2 separate regions of the Mus musculus genome follow, and region 1 is linked to region 2. Evidence: chromatin contacts called from public Hi-C data. All regions are on one chromosome and are shown on one strand. The core of a region is the stretch at or near the end of the contact, and the rest is flanking DNA. Distances in the headings are between cores, read along the strand shown. Region 1 holds the start of Dph6 (diphthamine biosynthesis 6). Region 2 has its middle 100 kb from the start of Zfp770.

Evidence for each region. A called contact is a pair of places that touch in the nucleus more often than the background predicts.
Region 1: a contact with region 2 is called in a Hi-C map of uterus, with 4 times the contacts expected there. The contact joins the promoter of Dph6 here to the enhancer-like site in region 2. A contact is called at or near these places in 4 of 39 promoter capture datasets (the HPC-7 cell line, embryonic stem cells, liver and 1 more), 1 of 484 Hi-C or Micro-C datasets (uterus) and 1 of 115 datasets of contacts at active chromatin or transcription factors (stem cell-derived neural progenitor cells).

The regions. Positions count from the first base shown.
Region 1 is chr2:114,653,572-114,656,310 of GRCm38.p6, reverse strand. It overlaps Dph6 (diphthamine biosynthesis 6), which reads left to right and starts at 1,347. Exons shown (of 9, transcript NM_025675.5): 1 at 1,347-1,480. The coding sequence starts at 1,458.
Region 2 is chr2:114,300,561-114,303,260 of GRCm38.p6, reverse strand. No RefSeq gene overlaps it. Among named protein-coding and RNA genes, the nearest start is that of Zfp770, 100 kb to the right of the region's middle. Within about 2 kb of position 1,285, at least 3 of the 459 cell types and tissues checked have an H3K27ac peak or open chromatin away from gene starts, as enhancers often do. A contact at or near this core is called in uterus, where this site is marked.

The DNA.
Region 1 (2,739 bases), core at 98-2,597, 350 kb before region 2:
TAAGGCTGTGTCTAAAGGCAGTGACAGTGTATCCCACATGTATGAAATAAATATGGCCAGAACCAGCAGGCTGGAAAAAAAAAAGCCAGGTGAAAGTAGAAATCAGAAAGGGAGATTTATTCAACATGGATACATTGGGAAGACGGATTTTGGGAGTTTGGGCATTCACTGGAGATATATATATGTATATATATACATATATATATATATATATATATATATATACACACACACACACATATACACACACACACACACACATATATATATATATATATATATATATATATATATGTATTACATGTATATAATGTGTATATACATAGGCAGTGGTGGCGCACACCTTTAATCCCAGCACTCAGGAGGCAGAGGCAAGTGGATTTCTGAGTTCTAGGCCAGCCTGGTCTACAGAGTGAGTTCCAGGACAGCCAGGGCTACACATAGAAAACCTGTCTCAAAAAAAAAAAAAAAAAAAAATATATATATATATATATATATATATATATATATATACATTCTTTACATATGAATAATATTCAAAGATGTATATGTTTAAGTTAGTTTAACTCACCAATAATGCCACGTGTACCCTCTATTTCTGCATTTTTTTTCTGTCTCTCTCTTTCTCTCTCTTTTGGTACAGTATTTTTCACTTTAACATACAATTCTCTTTTTAAATTCTCTTCTTCCTACACCTCTACACAAACTCCTTGTTCATGGATGTAGGTAGGCATGGTGGTCTATATCGTACACCAGTTGATCCCAGGAGCTCCAAAGAGTGCTTAGTACATTCAAATAACTAAGTACTGGCAAACGTATTTTAAATTAGATTTTCGTTTTGCTTTCTGGAGTGCAAGTTTTTCAGTTTCTGTATTGGGAAAATGCAAAAACACAGTATAGGAGGCGGAGGTCATGTAGCCTCACTGGTTCAATGGGCAGAGATGCAAACCTCGAAGTTAAAAGTGATCAGGGGTTAGTGGGTTTTTTTTTTTGGAGGGGGGGTAGGAAGGGCGAAAAGATTTCTTTCTTGTAGTTGACGAAGAGAGGAGAGAGACTAAATCCCCTTTCCAAGGTAGTGTTTCAAATCTTAGAACTTGTGACTTTGAATTTACTACCCAGACAATCCCAGCACCCTCAAGCGGTTTACCAAGGACCATGCCCTTCCCTTGGCAGCTTCACTGCCCTTACTTAGGTGGTTAGGCTGTGCCTAAACTTTTTTCTTTTTGTAAATTCTGAGCCATATATCCATGTATCAGGGAACAGATGCTGAGACTACCTAGCCTCTACACCCGGGTGTTCAGCAAGGTGCTGAAGGGGCAGTAGGCATGGTCGAGGGCAGGCAGCGCAGCAGACACCAGGTCGAGGACCGCGCGTGTAGGTCCAGTCGCCGCGGGATCCCGGGCCTGGCGTCTGTGGTTACCGCACGCACGCACGTACGCACGCACACTGCGCCCAGAATGAGGGTCGCGGCCCTGATCAGGTAATGAGGACTGGGGCCATCGCTTTACTCTTGGGCAAGGCTATATCCTGACGCGGCCACTGTAGAAACATCCGGAGCCACTTCTTGGGGCGCCGCGTGGGCCGGCCGGCGCCACGGCCACCGGAAGAGGCGGGGCGATCTGCTCGGGCTCCCTGGCCCCACGCGCCTCCTCTCTGGCAGCTTGGCAAAGCTAAACAGCACTAATTCCTGGGTCCTCCTCCTCCTCCGTGGGCGCATGGTCACCACGCCTGTTGGACTTTTATTTGCTCTGAACTTTGAGAGCCGCTGTTAACTTCACTTACTTGTTAGCAGTTTTTGTCCTCTATAATTCTCCTCAGTCTTGATCCTTTCCAGGAAGGAGGATTGCAACCTCACTCTCTTCTCACATCTCTGGCTTGCCGGGAGAGCTGTAGGATCCCCTAGATGGTTTGAGATTGCTTTGCTCCTATGTTGTCAGACACCTCCGTTGGAACTCAAGCTACTGACAGATGTATTTCCTCCTGGTTGAGTTGAAAATAAGCTAGGTTTTTCTAGATGCTCTGGAGTGCGTTGGATACAAATTTGCCTTACTGACCCTGGGCAACCCAAGTCATATTCCAAAAGTAGTTTGAAATCTAGTAACTTACTTAAAAGCCCAGATACTATAGCTGATAAGCAGAGCTATCCTTGATCTGTTTCAGTGCCTGGCAGTGATAAGGGGCATAGCAATATTAGTTTAAGACCCTTAAGTGTATTGTTTCTTGAGATTTAGACCTCAAAAAAGTGTGAATTCCACTTTATTGCTACAGTCTCTTTTTGTTAGCCTAGTGAAGCACACGTACACATTTGTTGTTAATGCCCTAGGTAACTGATGCTAGTTGACAGTGGGTGACAGTCTAGGTAAGCCAGTTTCTCTAGTGGCAGGAAAATGCCAGATCTGTTGATTCTGTGCCATTTTAAGGAAATGAAAACCCACCATAATTTAATAAATTTTACACATAAAGGGAATAAAACTTTAACCATCACGATTATTTGGTGAAGAGAGATAAAAATTAAATGTGAGCCAGGAAGGCAGCCATGGAACTTAGTTTACCGAAGCTCAGCAGGGTAGTAAAACATGTGAAACTGGAGAGAAGAAAGTCTCAGTGGAGTGTGTTCCTCAAAACACTCAGTGGATAGGAATTTAGAGGTGCTGTTTGAGAAATTATACAATTAAAAGCTGTATATTAGGAAATAAGAATGCACAAAATAAATATACATGTACTGTGTATGATTGTGTA
Region 2 (2,700 bases), core at 36-2,535:
AAAGAGAATAAATGAAAACACGCTCAGGATGTATGTATTCAATGGTCATCATTAAATGTCAAATTATACCTGTCCCTTTCCAGTTAATTACTATCCCATGAGCAAAGAAATCAAAGAAGGAAGGTCAGCATTGGTAGCAGCAGGCACTGGAACATGGCTACATGATCCTGACACTGCTTTTGGCCCTGCAACCATTTTGGAGATTCCAGACTTTAGAGACTGACTGAATTGAAATTAGTGCATGAAGAGAGACTACCTGAGTTATTCTGTAGTCTAGGGTTTTGGGGTTCTAAAATGAACAAGAATAGTGTTGACTTAATGTTTATAAAATTAAAAAAATAAACAGAAAGATTAAATTGCTAGTTTAAAATTTAATGCCACAGAACTTATTCCATACAGTGGTCAAATGTGAACCTTAATAGCCAATTCCTTTGTAGCTCCTGTCTGGAAAACTATGAGATTGCTATCAATATAACTAAATAATAGTTAAATAAATACGGCAGACTACTTAGCAGCACAACTCTCTTAGCAGCACCCCACCCATGCCTTGAAAATCAGCACACATCAATGAGGGAAATGTATTCACACATCAAAGAGGAAAAGGATTGCTTCACTGATAACTCTTCTTAGAGAAATTTCCAGATAAGAATTCTAGGTCAAGAAAGACACCTGATAAAGGAGCCAGCTGGACCCTATAAAGCAAGTTGACAGTCACTCCTGGGTAAATCTTATGCCATAAGTAGCTGGAACCAACTTCATATCCAGCATCATATACCAGCAGTGCCAACTGTTGGAACTCATCTAGATTCAATCCAGAAATGGTTGGTTTTATGCCACTTTGACCAAATCCCTGAGCAGAGTAGTATAGGGGAGAGGGAGTCCCTGGCTCGTGTCTTCAGAGAGTTCAGTCCACAGTCACTGTCTGGCCTGTGGCAGGCAGCACATCACTGTGGTAGGAGCAGAGAGTACTCAGCATGAGACTGCCCAGAAACAGACAAATAGGGAAGGGAATGGGACAAGATGTGACTCCTAAAGGCATCTATCCAAGTTATCTACTTCCTCCAAATGAACCCTGACTCCAAAATTTCCCAAAAGCTCTTCAAATAGTACAGCTACTTGGGACTCAAGCCTTCCATACATAAATCAGGGAATATTTCATACCCACACTGTAACAGAAACAGACTAATACCTCTCCAAAAATCTCCTAATATTCTCCCCAGCTTCCTGGACTACTACATTATTGCCATTGCATGCTTCAGCGTAATCCATCCAGTACCGTGCTGTCTGGCTCACATCCAGAGTGCAGGCAGAGGAGGGGAGAGGAAGGAATCCTTCCAGAAGCTTCTGAGGACATGAATGTTGAGTCTTGAGACAAGAAAAGGGTATTTCTGTGTCCTTGGCTTATGTGAAGTGGCTGACTTTTAAAATGTGGCGAGTCTCTGCCTTCACCTTAGTGGCCTGCTCCTTCTGTCATTTTTATCACTTTCTCCCATGTAGATAAAGATCTAGTCACACAGTAAAAGGAAAATGTGTTTGCTTTCTAGAAGAGTTATAGTTTTATGCTTTTTCCACGTGTCAAAGGCTACTGAGATCAGAAGGCAAAAATTAGATTTAGAGTCCAAAGTTAAACAAGACTAAATAGCAATATTTTATTTCAATCAAGGTTGGCCTTAAATCCAAATCACTTGGTTCCGAAGGTATATTTTATTTTTAAATTCAAGATTTGCAGATCTTTGTTGAATGATAGACCATAAATTTAGGTATATGACAATCTTTTTGCAATAACCAACTACATATCAACATTTAAAAAAAAACTTTAATATTTAACTCTCTTTATTCTGCATTATTTCTACATTATTGACCAAAGCAGTTATCCAAAGCAGTTATGGTCTGGTTACTTGGAGAAAAAAATCAATCTTAACTAAGCTTGTCACGTGTGTAGGCCTTGATGACCCTCGTGTTTAGACTACAAAACCTAAAATCAATCTTGATACTATACAGTCAACCACCTTAAAGTGTTTGCCTGCAGAAGACGGAAGTGCCTTTTAGAAGGTATTTTTTAATGTACTATTAGAGACACAAGTACGAAAGGAGAGCACTTTTAATTATCTAGTTTCAAAACAATTCACGCAGGGTCATTTCTCCAATCCAGTCTTCTGTAACAAAACATGAGTGATTTAGAGAATCCAAGCATCTTTTGCTAAGCATGTCCAAACTGGAACTTGTAGCTACAAGAACAAATTTCCTAATCAAGTTCAGATACAACCAAGCTATCACTCCACCAAGGCAAACACCGAAACCTTATGAGGAGTGGAACACACAACTAACCTGCTTACCCGTCTGCAACTGATACCTGGAACAGACAGTTGGGAAAACTTTTCAACTGTGGAATTTTTTCTCTCCTTCCCTTTCATCTTCCCTCCCTTCCTTTATTTCTTCCTTTCTTTGCCTGCGCCTGGGTGTTCATGAAGCACGGCCACATGTGCATTCATGCAGGTAGGAGTAGAAACAGTGGGCATTCTGGGTTCCTCATCACTCCCATTATCTACTGAGGCAGGGACTCTCATTTGAACCCAGAGCTCAGAGTCTAGCTATCCAGTTGCCCAGAAATCTCTTACTTCTCTCTGCCTCTCTAGTACTGGGATTGCAGGTAGCCATCACACCGGCCCGGCCTTTGTGTGGATTCTGGGCATGCTTATT